Regions from separate parts of the Zea mays genome. Here region 2 is linked to region 1. Evidence: chromatin contacts called from public Hi-C data. All regions are on one chromosome and are shown on one strand. Each heading gives the region's core, a stretch centred on a gene start, on an enhancer-like site or on the middle of the called end of the contact. The rest is flanking DNA. Distances are from core to core; before and after follow the strand shown. Region 1 holds the start of LOC103630485 (U-box domain-containing protein 16). Region 2 has its middle 27 kb from the start of LOC111589637.

The links. Hi-C and Micro-C count contacts between places; a contact is called where the count stands out from the background.
Region 2: a contact with region 1 is called in a Hi-C map of tassel, with 3 times the contacts expected there. The contact joins the enhancer-like site here to the promoter of LOC103630485 in region 1. A contact is called at or near these places in 2 of 25 Hi-C or Micro-C datasets (ear and tassel).

The regions. Positions count from the first base shown.
Region 1 is chr6:164,979,266-164,982,502 of Zm-B73-REFERENCE-NAM-5.0, forward strand. It overlaps LOC103630485 (U-box domain-containing protein 16), which reads left to right and starts at 1,702. Exons shown (of 1, transcript XM_008651535.4): 1 at 1,702-3,237. The coding sequence starts at 2,081.
Region 2 is chr6:165,110,806-165,114,373 of Zm-B73-REFERENCE-NAM-5.0, forward strand. No RefSeq gene overlaps it. Among protein-coding and RNA genes, the nearest start is that of LOC111589637, 27 kb to the right of the region's middle. Within about 2 kb of position 1,801, at least 16 of the 20 cell types and tissues checked have an H3K27ac peak or open chromatin away from gene starts, as enhancers often do. A contact at or near this core is called in ear and tassel, where this site is marked.

The DNA of each region.
Region 1 (3,237 bases), core at 452-2,951:
AAGAAATGGACAAGAGCGTGCCACACGCGCGCGCGCGCCGCCGCCGCCGCCGGCCGGGCCGGGCGTGGCGAGGCAGGCAGGCAGGCGAGCGGGCGGGGTGTGGTGTGGTTGTGTTAATTTTTAGCACCCACTAACCGCGTAAACCTTTCAGCTGCATGCGAGACCGTTGTCCTTCAGCTGCCCGTCTCTTGGCGTGTCGCGTGCAGACTCTTCTCCTTCAGCTTCCCTCTGCGAGAGGTTAAATAGAGGAGAACCCCTCGCACTTGACACACACGAGAACAGAACCATTTCAGAGTCACAAGTCCAGCCGCAAGTGAGGGTGTTTCCATCTCGTAGCTCTGCGCGCACAGAGAGGCGAGAGGGCAGGTGCCTCCGAAGCCCTTGCCGTTCGAGACCCTGCTCGGGGGATCGGCAATTAGGTTTTTGGGGAGCGTCTACGCGACTGCCCAACATCTGTCTTTGTCTTCATCGCTGGTTCCTGGCGTCTTCATCTCGTACCACATGACAAGTGAAGTTGGACAGGGATCTAGATCCTCGGAGCGCATGGGAGGGTATGATCAATTCATCTCCTTACTGTTTTACATTCTGCAGATTATATATGTTACATATGTTCATACCTGCTGTTTCATATATAGCCATAAATTTATCCAATGTGTTTTGTCATATTATATCATGACATGTCTGATGCCTGTTCATACTAGTAATATGATAAATTTGTTTGTCTTAATTTTACAGTCATGCTGTTTATGTTGTTGTCTGTTTATTCTCAATTGTTCTGACTGTTTATATGCTTATTATATTTATATGATTCATATGCTTTATGTTCTCATGATCCATATTGTTATGAATATATTTAAAATCACGATTTCTATGATTAAACATATTTTATGTGTCATCATCATAATGTTAATTTATGGAATTAAAATGATATGAAAAATACCTATATTTCTAACATTATGCGCCACCACTGGTCACTGCGGTCCAACTGGAGGGTACTGGCACGAACCATATCTGTCGATTCGGTGCAAAACGTGGACTTCGTGGGGGCAAACTAATACCAGTACGTGCGATGCGACATGTAGCTTTTATATCACACGATCCACCTGGTTGCATCAAGAAGCAACGCATCTGCCTCTCCTTCCAGGAGCGTAGAGCCGGTCGGGTCCTGTGTGTATGGTGTGACCGTGATCCAGAGTGTAATATTCGATTTCCACATGTGACATGGGGGAAATGAGCAACTGCCTGCACCATGGCTGGGGACTGGGCGTGGTTGCTGACAAAGGACCTGCAGGAAACTGTCCTCGCCCGTTCGAGAACAGGAATTTGTCCTGCAAACTGCAGCGCAACCTTGGAAGATTTCCATTTCCTTTTTGGTGAAAAATTGAAGCTTTCCATTTCTTATCCCGGCCTGCAACAACGAGACCATGGACGCGATCCGCTCAAACCGGTTCTAGCAGCTTTACCAACCCCTCTCCCTCAACTGCCAGACCCAAGCCGAGTCACACACGACTACACGAGGCCAAGTACCCCCGGCCAAATCCGGCCGGCCGTGCACCGAGATCGAGCGGCCAGCGTTTTGCCCCCTTTTTTTCTGTTATGGCCCAGCGCGTCAGGCTGTCGACAACATCTCGGCTTCAAACCGTTTCGCCTCAAAGATAGTGTTTTTTTTCTTTTGGTGGGAAAAAAGTAAATACTCCTACTAGTGTTGAGTTGGAGAACGACAGCAATAAAGAAAGGAAATGCACATGCCATGACATGGGTATCCATCACATCTGGGGCCACAACAGTCAGGAGGATTCCGTCCGATTTCCAGCCTCTTCAACCCCAGCTCGCGCACAACTCAACGCGCCAAGCCACCCACGCCGGCCACCCCGTATATATGCTACCCCTCCCCGCCTTCCGCTCCGTGTCTTCTCCCATCTCATCGTCCCATCCCATCTCCAACTCGTCTCACTTGTCCATCCATCCGTGTTTCTTCACCGCCTTCTCTTCGGATTGAGATTGTAATCAGAATCGGATTGAGATTGTAATCAGAATCGGATTCCATCGTTACATACTCAAGGCACATACAGCAGCACCAATGATGAGCGACGCGTGGCCGTCATCCCCCTACTCCTCGTCGGCGCCCGACGGGGAGGTCCTGCGCTCCCTGCACCGCCTGGCGCGGGACCTGTCGGCGGCCGAGGCGCCGGCGCCGTTCCTGCGGCCGGTCTTCGCAGCGGTGGCCAGGCGGGCGCGCCTGCTGGCCGCCGTGTTCGACGACCTGCTGCTGTGCGGCGCGGCCGCGGGCCCGCTGCTGCTGCTGCTGCTGCCGCGCTCCGCGTCCCTGTGCCTCCGGGAGCTCCTGCTCGTGCTGCAGCGGTTCAAGGCGCTCGTGGCCGACTGCGCCACGCGCAGCCGCACGCGCCTGCTGCTTCAGTCGGATGAGGTGGCCGCGCGCGCGCGGGAGCTCCAGCACGACCTCGCCACGCTGATCGACCTGCTCCCCGCCGCGGAGCTCGGGCTCGCCGACGACGTGTCGGACCTCCTGGCGCTCGCGTCGCGGCAGTGCCGCCGCGCGGCGGCCCCGGAGCTGGAGCTGAAGGCGGGCGTGCTCGCGCTGATCCAGGAGGTGGAGCGGGAGATCGTGCCGGAGCGGGAGAGGCTTGAGGGTATCCTGGAGGACGTGGGCATCAACGACCCCGCCAGCTGCAGCGACGAGATCGAGACCCTGGAGCGGGAGATCGGCGACCGCGTCGCCGAGAGGTGGACGTCGTCGATGATCGCCCTCGTCGGCCTCCTCCGCTACGCCAAGTGCGTCCTCTTCAGTGCCGCCACGCCGCGGCCCGTGGACTCCAAGGTGGATCTCGACGACGCGGAGCCACCGTCGCCGCCGCCGGACTTCCGGTGCCCCATCTCCCTCGAGCTGATGGGCGACCCCGTCGTGGCTTCTAGCGGTCAGACGTACGACCGTGACTCCATCACGCGCTGGTTCGGCTCTGGCAAATCCACGTGCCCCAAGACCGGGCAAGTGCTGCTGAATCTGGAACTCGTGCCCAACAAGGCGCTCAAGAACTTGATATCGCGGTGGTGCCGGGAGAACGGCATCCCCATGGAGAGCAGCGAGTCCGGGAAAGCCGAGCCGGCGCCGGCGGTAGGCGCGAACAAGGCCGCGCTGAAGGCGGCGCGCATGACCGCGTCGTTCCTCGTGAAGAAGCTGTCGGCCTCTTTCTCCCCCGAGGCGACGAAGCGCGTGGT
Region 2 (3,568 bases), core at 551-3,050, 130 kb after region 1:
ATTTTTTAGTCAACTACCTATTAATTATAGTGCATTAGGATAATTTACTAAAAGTAGATAATATATAACTAAATTATTATTAACTAGACTGTTTGAATGTATCTAACTAATTTTAGCATTCTCTTAGGGTTTGTTCGGTTATTTTCAATCCATATGGATTGAGAGATATTTTGACTTACTAGTGACTGAAACCCCTCAATCGGCCTCAATCCATATGGATTGAGGTAGAACCGAACAAGCCCTTAAGGTCAAAACGATCAGGTCCAAGCTTTATGGTTTACTCACACTGTTCACTTATCAAATTTGAGGTGAAGTTGCTTGTGTGTGGTGCCCATCTGGCCCACGACCAGGACACAGGGACAGCGGTCGGTCCACCGCCCCTCGGTGGCCTTTTCTTCTTTGAGGAGCGCTAATTCTGTAAGCCCCAAGTGCTATGAATTCTTCATATGGTTGGGGTAAACAGTGCTTCTCATGCATGCCTAGCCTAGTGGTCATCCACTGAACTACTGAAGATATACCACCAAGCAGAAATGAAAAGGAAAGAAAAGAATTCAGGCGACAGGCCAGGAACATACGCTGTCCCAGTGCTCCTTCATATGGTGTGAGGAGCTAACGCTAATTCTCCCCGCAATCCTGCATACGGTTTGGGGTAAGAGCAATGCTTCTCATGCATATAGCCTACTGAACTACTGAAGATATATTCCACCACACCAGCCTGAAATGAAAAGAATTCAGGCGAGTAACACACGCTGGTAAACGGTAAACCCTCCACAGGGAAAAGCGGCACGAGCAGGAAGCAGACAAATAAATTCAGATACCCACACGGACGGAGAATGAACAGCTTGTCCCGTGCGTTTGGCCGGGGCTGCCCTGGTCAACACACGTGTACGTGCAAGCGGCGGGAGAGCACCGAGAAAAGCCAGAGTGATCTCTCAGAGTCAGAGCGCAGTGCTGCTGCTCCTGCTGCATCAGCCGCGCAGGCGGCAGGCCAGTGGCCGGCGAAGCTTCCGTCGAGCCAGCGGTCACTCGGCAGTGTGACAGACCGGTTCAGGGGAGAATCACCAGCAGTCACCACCTCTCTGACGAAACAGCAGCCACTGCGGTCCATAGCCGGTCAAGCTGAGAGGCTATCACCTATCACTCTTATCAGGAAGAGCAAGGACGGCTCGCCGGTGCCATGGCGTGGCCACTTGCATCCGGTAGGTGACATGTCACTCGTGGTGGCTGGCGCCCGTGCGGCCGCGGCGGCAGCCAGCGAGCCTGTTGTCCAGGTGTGTGCCGTGTGCGTGGATACGGCGGACACCAGCGCACGGGCGGCTGATCTTCGCGAAAGGGACCGGGTTGCATGATTGTGTCGCGGATACGGGTTGCTTTCGTCGCGTCCCTTGTAGCCGTAGCGCAGCGCAGCGAAGTACTGAGGCCAATGTGGAGGTGCATGTATGACAGACAACCAAGCATTCAGGTTCAGGAAGCGACAGTAGGTGAGCTTGCATATTGCAAGAGATCCAACAGCAGACGGCGAAAAGGAGCAGATAATTTCAGCAGTGAGTGCACAGTGGAAATTGGAATGACTCCTACCAGCACAGCCCAAGTTAATTCCTTGCTTGGACAGCGGAAAAGGAAGGAAACGAACAAAGACCAGATGATTGCAGAACAAAGATGCCAGAGTGCCCGAGCGGCCGCGTGGCGACACCAGCATCATCTAGCTTCCGCTCGCCTTCTTTTCTTTGGCCCAGTCCGCCCGCCGGTCCCAATACCTTCGGCATGGGTCGGGCTTTGGGGTTGGGCCGTTGGGGGTGAGGGACTCGCCACGTTTTCTACTTTCGCTAGCGGCGCGACGAGCTGGCGAGCGATCGTCCCATGGCCGCCCCACGGGCCACGCCGCCACGGGTTTGTTTGTGCTCTTCCCTCCTCCTGCCTCATGTTCTCTGTTCGTCCCCTAGCGCCTAGCGGCAGCGGCACTGCCATCTTTTTTACGACGCGCACATCACCGCCCGGCGGCCGGCGGCCGCGACTGGTTGTTAATCCCCTATACATCCTACTGCCCTAGGCCGAGAGCGAGGGATCGGTGGGTGCAACGACAGTGGAAGGCGGCGCAATGATACAAGAGCTACACGGACGCCCGACGCTGCGGCTGCTGTTGCCTGCGTGCCCCGCACCCGCAGCTTACAGTAACGGTTGATAGCCCGTCACTGCCATAACTTATAGTAACTGTTGGAGGTTCAAAACGTTTATTATTATTTGAGCTAAATTTTCCACACTATCAGAATGGATGTATCACTAAATTTTGAGACAAGTAATAGTGCTAAAAAAACCCTACAAATGGGCCTAGGAGTGGGAGAGGAAGAAAGAGTGAGAAGAGTTCAATAACCTTAGCCCTAGCCTCAACCTCAAGCCAAAGATGGACAGGATAAGTGTCGGCGTTTCGACCCCGGGGGTCCCTGGACCGACGAGTAAATTGTCGCTACGTGCCCCGGCTCAGATGGGTTGGCGCGAGACGGAGCACAAAGGGGGGAAAACCGCAACTTCGTGTTGTCCTGCGCCGGAGTGGATGCGCTTGCAGTAGGGGTTACAAGCGTTCGCGAGGGAGAGAGTCCCGCGCGACCACCCTCCCGTATGAGGACCCTAGCCCTTCCTTTTATAGATGCAAGGAGAGGGTCCAGGTGTACAATGGGGGTGTAGCGATATGCTAACGTGTCCGGTAGAGAGGAGCCGGAGCCCTATGTACATGCCAACGTGGCTGTCGGAGAGGTGCTAGGGCCCTATGTACATGGTGTCGTGGCCGTCGGAGGAGCGTTTGAGTCCTATAGAAGCACAGCTGTCGGGGCTGTCGGGACCTTGCTGACGTCTCCTTACTTCCGTAAGGGGCTGAGAGCCGCCGTCGTCATGGCCGCACGCGGGGAGCCATCATTACTTGTTACCGGGGCGAGCCTGGATGGGACGCCGGTCTTGTTCCCCCGTAGCCTGAGCTAGCTAGGGGTAGGGTAATGATATACCCCCTGCGGCGTGGTCGGTCTGAGCCCGAGGTCGGGCGAGGCGGAGACTCCTCCCGAGGCCGAGGCCGGGGTCGGGCGAGGACGCGATTCCGCCCGAGGTCGAGGTTGAGACCGGGCCCTAGGGTCGGGCGAGGCGGAGTCCATCTTCCGAGGTCGAGGTCGAGGCCGAGCCCTGGCGTCGGGCGAGGCGGAGTCCATCTTCCGAGGCCGAGGCGGGGGCCGAGCCCTAGGGTCGGGCGAGGCAGAGACTTCTCCTGAGGCCGAGGCCCAAGGTCGGGCGAGGCGGAGACTTCTCCTGAGGCCGAGGCCCAAGGTCGGGCGAGGCGGAGCTTCCTGTGGCGCCCGAGGCTGGACTCGACCGCTGTCAGCCTCACCCTGGCGGGTGGCACAGCAGTCGGAGAGGGGCGAGCGGCGCTGTTTTCCTGTCAGATCAGTCAGTGGGAGGGCGAAGTGACTGCGGTCACTTCGATCCTGTCGACTGAGGAACGTGCGTCAGGATAAGGTGTCAGGCGATCCTTGCATTGAATGCTCCTGCGATACGGTCGGTTGGCGAGGCGATCTGGTCAAGGTTG